Regions from separate parts of the Mus musculus genome. Here region 2 is linked to region 1. A link is a contact called in public HiChIP or PLAC-seq data. All regions are on one chromosome and are shown on one strand. The core of a region is the stretch at or near the end of the contact, and the rest is flanking DNA. Distances in the headings are between cores, read along the strand shown. Region 1 overlaps Napepld (N-acyl phosphatidylethanolamine phospholipase D). Region 2 holds the start of Napepld (N-acyl phosphatidylethanolamine phospholipase D).

Region 1 (4,352 bases), core at 1,103-3,602:
GTTGTTCAGCAGGAGAGTGGGTGGTGGAGGGCAGCCGGAATAGAAGCATCTAACCTATCCAGTTAACTTGATTCAGTGCTTGTTATCTCTGACATTGGGGTAAACATGGCTTAGTCCTGAACTACATCAGAAGAACGGACTCTTTCTTAGGGGATTCATCCCCAGAGCTCTGCTGCCAGCCTGGGTTCTGGGGTCAGGCAAGTCTGGATCTAGAAGGGGTTAGAAGTCAACTTCTCTTTGGCACACTGAGGCTCCTTCTATCTCCTAGCACCTCTCTGCAGAGACCCAATGTTTTCTTGCTTGCCTTCTTGTTCTGCTTGCTCTTGGCCTGATCCTTCCTAAGATATGGTTTGTTCCAGAATTACCTAATACACTCCCTGTTCATTTCCCTAACCCCTAGTTAAAGTGCCTGTTTTATGATAAAATAACCCTGTGTAATGCCGCAGGTCATTGACCATGCTGCTGGAGGTGGAATGGAGCAATAAGTGACAACCTACAGAGCCAGGAGGAAGGCTTCCCCACCCCCACCAGAGGGACATGTGTGCATTTGGCAAGAGGCAACCTGTTGCATGCGTATACTGCCATTTGATGGCAGTTTCTTCTGCCATCTCTGTGTGGTTGTGTGTGTGGACATCCCATGGGTATCCTGTCAGTGACCTAGATGGAATAGTAGTATTTATTAAGCCTTTGTAAAGGAAAGCCTGACGACTCAGCCTCAGTGATGGGCAGTCACGAGGGAGGGCTCTTTGCTGAGATGGAGAGACAGGGAGAAGATCTAAACCTCAGATGTCAAGACCCATTTCACTATTAAGCCTTCAAACATCGTGCTGAATTGTCTCGAAGAATACAGTATAAATAAAGCTTAGTAAAAGCCTGAATTGTAAAATTATCTTTTGTTTGCCTGATGTAATTGCTGTCTCCGAGGTTTACTACCTCTGTCTTCTAACCTATGCCTGGTCTTGGAAGCTTCCAGCCTCCATGCAATCTTATCTAGGCCTAGAATGTTTTCAGCCTCTGAGACTTGGCTACTGAATAAGTTCACCCTTATGTAGTTCTTTTTCATCTCTACCTGGCTGGTTCAACTCAGCTGTCTTAGCTCAAAATTCCTCTCCAATCTGACTTGATTCAATCTGGCTTCTTGCTCTTTTCTCCTGAATTGCTCTACTTGGTTTCACACTAACCCTAGCAACCTGTTCCAATCTTCTGGCTCCTTCTCATTCGCTGGCTCATTCTGTCTTCACCTGTATCTAACTTGTTCTTCCCATAACCTGTCTCTGTGTGAGTGTCCTCTTTTTTGTTCGTTTGTTTGTTTGTTTGTTTTTTGAGACAGGGTTTCTCTGTGTAGCCCTGGCTGTCCTGGAACTCACTTTGTAGACCAGGCTGGATTCGAACTCAGAAATCCTCCTGCCTCTACCTCCCGAGTGCTGGGATTGATTGTCCTCTTTTAAAACTGCCCCCCCCCTCTCTCTCTCCCCTCCCTCCCTCCCTCCCCCCCCCCCTCTCTCTCCTGCTCTCTTAAGTAGCTTCCCTTTCCTCTCTCTTCTGAGAGCTGGGCATATCCTATTCTGTCAAAACTTTCTCTGATTCATCACTTTTTCTGCCATTCAATTAGACATCACTTTCAAACATGGGTGCTTCCTTCTACAAACTAATGTTACCTTCATTGTTTGGGACTAAAGGTGTGTAGTAAGGATGTGTCTGTATTCCAGCCAGAGGGATGAAAGGTGTGTGCTAAGGTTGAGCCACACCACAACTAGAAACAGGGTTTTTTCAGTAAATAACACAATCTTGGGATTCACAGTGTGATCAAATAGGCTGCAACACCTAATTATTTAGTAGTTGGTTGAACGCTGTCAGCGACCCTCTAAACATAGCTGCAGGCAGGAAATAAACAGAGAGGAAAATACCCACATTATATGTTAAGCCCCAAGAAAAGCTTCCTGGCTTTTATATTTTGTTGATTTTCTCATCACTCCTGGAAAGGATTGAGTGCTGCAGGCAGCAGGCCTGGCCCCATCCTGCAATGAGGAGACGCAGCCCAGCACTCCTGCTGGGCAGTCTGAGGAGTTGCTTCTAGAGACGTTGTTGACTCCTGTGTAGCTGGGATCGTAAGTCACAGAAGAGAATTGCAGGTTAGATCAGAATCAGGGTGACTCAATATTAAGAAGCAGTAAACACCGTGGGCAGATTTCAAGTGTAGGCATTCAGAAAGATAAGCTTGGGGCTGGACAGATGGCTCAGTAGATGGAGTATTAGAAAGTTATAGAAGTTTATAGCATTCTTCTGGCTTAACTGCTGCCTTAACTGCTGCTGGCTGACTGTTCATTAGCTGCCTTATTCCTGTTGTGATGCTGCTCAGGAAAGAGTAGAATTGCTGTGCAGGCAGTCTTTACTGTGGATTTATTAGTTGTGTCTAAAGTCAGTGGGGAATGTAAACTGGGGCTTGGTGAAGGAGCTCTTCCTGTCCCTTAATCTTCCTACTGTCTGGATTCTTTCACCTTTCTAGATCAGCTCCTTCCCCAGTCATATTTACATATAAGCTGTCTCCTCCTCTAGCCAGAACCGCCTCCCTCTTCACCCTCACAGACAGCTCAGCCTTCATCCCACACATTGTCCGGTGCACTCTGCTCATTTCTATAGAAGACCTTTACAATTTGAATCAAATCACAGCACAGCGTGACCTGGGAGCCTCATGTTTGGGGTGAAAACCTGCTTGCCTACAGTGCCCTGAGCAGCCCAAGCTATTGGGTGTATGCTTAGAGGGGGCTTTCTTGGGAGGGCCCCTGAGATTATTGTCTTTAAGACAGACCCCATTTCCAGCACTTTGTTCCCTTTTTATTTCCCTTTGTGTTGGTCTCTGTATTAGAAGGGTAAGACTTTTGTCTGGTTCATGAGCTGGCATGCTCTGTAGATACCTAGAAGACAGTCTTCACAGAAGGGGACAGACAGACTCCCCACTGGCGACTAGTTCAGAAAAGTTGACTTGTTTTTTAACTTCTAAATGTTACCTTTCTAAGTAGGTAGGGAAAAAGAAACTTCGAATCCATTAAGAAAAAAAAAAGCTATTATACAGCATAGAGATTTAGGTCAGAAGGGAAATAACTTTTAAAAAGGGGGATGAAGTTGGAATGGGGCGGGACTGGGAGGAGATGAGGGAGGGGATAAGGAGTGGATGTTATTGAAATAGATTGTACACGTGTATGAAATTCTCTAATAATTAGTAGAAATAATATTTATTAGTGTGCTTATACCTCTGGTGGTGTAGCTATATATTTCTCTTAAATTGTTCTTTTTACTACATCACAACGATTCTCTAGTTTTCTATGTGTTTTTAAAAATGTTTTTATGTGCATGAGTGTTTTGCCTGCATATATGTCTGTGTACCACACCTGTGCCTGGTGCCCAAGAGGGCCAGAAGAGGGCATCTGATTGATGGGACTGGAGTTACAAACAGTTTTCAGCCACCTCGGGATGCTAGTAATGGAGCCTGGTCCTGTAGAAGAGCAACCAGTGCTTTAACCACGGAGCCATTTCTCACAGCCCTTCCAAAAATTGTATTTTAAAAACAAATTAAGTTGTTTACTTTCATACTTTAAATTTCTTTGTAAAAACAATTTCATTCTATGTTCAAGTGGTCTGCACTTTCAAAATAATTTACATTGGGTGTTTGTACGGAGCATGGGCACCACAGGATGGATGTAGAGGTCGAGAGGGTCAATTTTATTCGTATACCATGTGGGTCTGGGGATCTAACTCAGGGCTCCGGGTTTGAAATCTAGTATCTTTGCCTGCCAGGCATTTTGCCAAGACACTTCAAACTTTTTAAGAAAGTATTCAAGTGTGCAAAAAACATTCTGGAGCGTGTTTTGTACCATTTTGTTTAAGCTTTATTTATTATTATATGTAAGTACACTGTAGCTGTCTTCAGACACACCAGAAGAGTGAGTCAGATCTCAATTATGGGTGGTTGTGAGCCACCATGTGGTTGCTGGGATTTGAACTCAGGACCTTCAAAAGAGCAGTCAGTGCTCTTAACCGCTGAGCCATCTTGCCAGCCTCTATTGTGCCATTTTTTATGGTGCTAAGATCACTGAGGAAACGTGGGGAGTCAGGGGACTGGGCTGCAGTATCTGTTTTCAGGGGCCACCTTCATCCTCTGACATGGTTTGTTCATGGGGGCTTTGTGGATACCACCCTTCTCCATCCAAAAATATTTGCTTGTTCACACAAACACAGATTGCAGAGCCCCAGATGCTTAAATGTTAACATCCAGTCCTCTAGTATCATTTCTTGGTATTGATTCCAGTTACACTGAAATGTATCCTGAGATGATCAGCTTTTGTGTAATCTAA
Region 2 (4,081 bases), core at 540-3,039, 34 kb before region 1:
TTGCTTCCTTTGGTTTCTCTAGGGAAAACAACGAATTCTTCCATAGTTCTGAAACTTCTGTAGTGTTTGCTGGGTTGGGAAAACAAACCTTACTGCATACTGTGATCCTTCCCGACACACACTGGCCTTGCTTATCTAAAACACTAGCTCCCTGAGGACTCCTCTCTCCACCATGCTAAGAGGCACTCCATTTTCATTTTCTGACTCATAGACTCATATCTTGTGCTGAGGTAACTACTCTGTGAACATGGCGGCATGTCAAACTAAACCTTTTACTTTTGTATGAAAATGCTATTGTGGTTGTGAAACCCAGAATATTTCTTCTTAGAAGAGTCAAATGATTTAAGCATTATTGTATCAGAAATTTATCCAAACAGCATGACAATGCAGACCCATTTTTTGTGTATATAAAATGTGTTCACAGTGACTGATGGAATAAGGGCAAGAAATGACATGTTTAAAGTTCCCTAGCAAGGATGCTAGGAATCGAAGCAGTAATAGCAGTCTGTCCTTTGGGGTTGAATTTGAAGTGTGTCTTCCCTTCTTTTTTAAAATTTGCTAATGCATGTCGAGAATTATTCAGCCCCACCCAGGCGCAAAAGAGCTATCAGGAATAAACTTTAAACTTTTGCTAGTTTTACACTTAAAACTAGCAAAAGGAAAACAATCAGTTACAACTGCAAACTACCCTGAGGAAATCAAGTATACATCGATAGTGTCCTGCAGTATTAGATAGCTATAGTCACTTTCTAAATGCATTATAGTTTGGTTTGCATATTCCTAGCGTATCTGTACTAATGCCTGGTCTTTCTTTTCTTTTTGCTAACACAATCTCAGACACAATCTATTTAGTTCTGGTCTATGAATATATCTCACAAAGACCTTCAAGAGTATTTAAACTGTCAGCCTATCTATTTACCATTGAATTCTGTATGACTTTGCAAGTTATCTCTTGAAATAATTTCAACCAGTTAAGAATTTCAGAATTGTAATTTTATGTTTTGATCTTATCCTGAGATTTCAAAAAGCCAGACATTTAGAACATTATATGCCGAAGGCTGACATAATTTAAAATGTAACTGAGTACACAAGGTAGTGGAGCCATTTATACTCAGTACTCACTATATATAATCAGTGTCTGTAACCGAGCTCTTTAGTCAAGACTGTCAGTGCTGTTGTACATAGTGGGCCACGACAGGCACATTGGGCAACCAGATTCTTCTGGGTTTAGCAACTGTCAAGGAATGAGCTCACGTGACCTGGAAGGCTGGGAGCCAAACTGGTCAGAGAGCTTTGCGGTATCAGTTCTGCTCGCTGCGCGGACTTTACCAAGATGGCCTCGAGGCCTCTGCGCCTCTGTCCTCCGGGGCAGCCATCTTGGTAAAGGCCAGGCAGGGGGTGGCTCCCGGTATGACCCGGCTGCAGCCTGGGACCGCATGGTCAGAGACGACCGCCACCAAAGATGGGGAGGCGGCGCGTGCTGAGGCGCTGCGTGCAGCTGTTGGTGTCCTCAGCGGAGCTGGGGTGGCCGGGCCGAGGGAGGAGAGACGCGGGAGGAGGGCGTAGAGCGGCTGGGCCCGCAGAGCCGAGGCCCTCAGGCGAGGAGACGCGACGCAGCGCGCGCCTGCCTGCGCTCCGCGCAAGGTGAGCCCGCCCCTTCGCTCCACCCTCGCAAGATGGCTCCGCCCCTCGAGCTTCCGCTCCGTCCAGCAGCCTCGCTTCATCCCGCCCTCTAACCAACTCCGCCCCCCGCCTTCCAGCGCCGCCCACCGGCATGGCCCCGCCCACATACAGCGCGCCGCCTTCCCGGGAACCTGAGCGCCTGCGGGTGAGCCTCCCTGCTGTTAGCCTGGATCTTCGCGGGAGGCGGTTCGGCGACCGCGGTTCCTTTTCGTTGGTTTGCTCCTTAGTCTCGATATCTGCGTGGAACAGCCTTTCTGGGGCTGTTCGGATACCTCGGTGAAGTGCAGCGGGTTTCGAGTAGGTTTCTAGCACCCAAGCCCTGCCTCCTCCTGGAGATGCACTTGTGAGTGGCAGGCTTCTTTTGAATTACCGCACCTCTGGAGTTGCGGAGCTTGCATCTCTGGATCCGCTTACGTGAAGAGCCACCGCGTTTTTAGGCGCCCAGAGGGAAGTAGCTGTATTTGGGATTTAAGATCTACCCTTCCTGCTGCAGACTCCCTGGTTACAGCTCCACGATAGGAATACAAGTGGGTGTATCTTCATTTGGTTGTATGTAAATGAATGGGGTCCACAACTTGCTCAGAGCAACTTATTTCAGCTTCGGTGTAGTATTTATGTCCTAAAAAAATCCATCCCCAAAGCATTATTGCCGTTTTTCTTAAAGTAAGAGTAACTTATTTAACCACAGAATGAATAAAAGTACGAGGCGGGATTAGAGAAGGATGGCAATAGACCTTTTTCTTTCTTTTCTTTTTCCTTTTCTTTCTTTTGTACTGTGTTTGCTCATTAGATCGGCTATTCTTGATGGCGGTTCATATGGACTCCTCTTCCCAAGGAGCGCGGTATGAACCCGGTTGTTGTGAATATGCGTTCAAGGTCTCCAGTGGAACCTGGATAATGTGTACTAACAGTCAGACCCAGAAAACATTAAGGGATTGAGAAAAGTCAACAACATAAAAAAAAAAAAGTCTGGGATTCTTGCTTTGCCCTTACTGTAGGCTGTTTATACGTTGTTATGCTGTGACTTGCATGGGTGGTTTTGGCTTAGCATGAAGTCAGAAAGCCACTTTTGCAACACACTTCTCTTAAATTAAGAAATAATTTTCATCTTTATTAACAGATGGACGTATAACAGTTCTGTTTTGTCACATTGGGTAGAAGTTAGTGGTAACAACATGATTTAGAAAGAAGTTACATAATCTTTAAAAGGGTGATTACTTGTATCTTACAACAGTCTAATTAAAAAAAATAGTTTGATTTTTGTTGTAAGGAAATGTTAGCTCTGTTAAAGATTTAGGGCAAAAATGTGCATTTAAAATCAGAATCTAAGAGGAATCGAGGGTTTGAAATGGGTGTAAGTCAATTGGAAATACAGTCATAATTTTCAAAGATTTTATTTTGTTAATATTTTTACAGGCTTCATCCCTTCACGAATTATATAGCAAGTGTCCAAGAGACAAACATCTCTAGTGTATTTATCATGTTTCCTTTTCCACCCACAATTCCAAACTCGATCAGACAGATTCTGATTCCAAAACTGATGATTTTTTATTTTTTATTTTTATTAGATATTTATTTACATTTCAAATGTTATCCCCTTTCCAGGTTTCCCCTCCAAAAACCCCCTATCTCCTCCCTCCTCCCCGTGCTCCCCAACCCACCCACTCCCGCTTCCTGGCCCTGACATTCCCCTACACTGGAGCATAGAACCTTCACAGGACCAAGAGTCTCTCTTCCCATTGATGACCAACTAGGCCATCCTCTGCTGCATATGTGGCTGGAGTCATGGGTCCCTCCATTTGATCTCTTTGGTTGGTGGTTTAGTCCCTGGGAGGTCTAGGGGTACTGGCTGGTTCATTTTGTTGCCTCCTATGCAAAACTGTTTTCTAATGTTTGTTCAGTGGGACTGTTTAAAGACATTTTAACGTAAGGGTTCTGTCATAAGGTCAGGGATGTTTTATTGGAAAAGGTTTTGGTTATACTTTAGTTCTTTGAGTCACTCCTACCTATTTGTTTGAAAGAAGTCTTATATTCTTTTAGGTATTTAGAAAGCCAAAGGGATTTTTGTGGAAATTTAGTTTATATTTTCACTTTAGTTTGTTTTCTGTGTGCACGAGTGCGTATGTGTATTTGTGTGTGCATGTATGCGTGTGTTTCTCTTAGTGGTGCATAGCTGTAGCTAGAGTGGGGTCTCCCATTCCTTTTCATTCTATATGAGTAAGAATGTGGCTGCATGGAGCGCCCTGTCTATGTAGGTACTATAGATTAAAATAAATACAAGTAAAAGTGGTTTAATTGAAGTACTATTAGGCATGTATAACATTGGCATGAAAATCAGTTCCAGTGATTTCCACTGCAAGGTTGAAGCAATCGTCTTTTTTTTTTTAAAGATTTATTA

Evidence for each region. HiChIP or PLAC-seq counts read pairs in DNA pulled down with a chosen protein or histone mark.
Region 2: an H3K27ac HiChIP or PLAC-seq map of embryonic stem cells shows a contact between it and region 1, with 11 read pairs. The contact joins the promoter of Napepld here to the enhancer-like site in region 1. A contact is called at or near these places in 10 of 39 promoter capture datasets (the 3T3-L1 cell line, 3T3-L1-derived adipocytes, the C10 cell line and 7 more), 1 of 15 datasets of contacts at CTCF or cohesin (CD8 T cells), 29 of 484 Hi-C or Micro-C datasets (B cells, CD4 T cells, CD8 T cells and 20 more), 15 of 115 datasets of contacts at active chromatin or transcription factors (CD8 T cells, the SCID.adh cell line, acute myeloid leukemia and 8 more) and 3 of 9 other capture datasets (adipose tissue, liver and pancreatic islet).

The regions. Positions count from the first base shown.
Region 1 is chr5:21,665,636-21,669,987 of GRCm38.p6, reverse strand. All of the region lies in intron 4 of Napepld (N-acyl phosphatidylethanolamine phospholipase D), which reads left to right. Among named protein-coding and RNA genes, the nearest start is that of Gm51277, 6.1 kb to the left of the region's middle. Within about 2 kb of position 2,352, at least 21 of the 459 cell types and tissues checked have an H3K27ac peak or open chromatin away from gene starts, as enhancers often do. A contact at or near this core is called in embryonic stem cells, granulosa cells and uterus, where this site is marked.
Region 2 is chr5:21,699,104-21,703,184 of GRCm38.p6, reverse strand. It overlaps Napepld (N-acyl phosphatidylethanolamine phospholipase D), which reads left to right and starts at 1,789. Exons shown (of 5, transcript NM_178728.6): 1 at 1,789-1,980.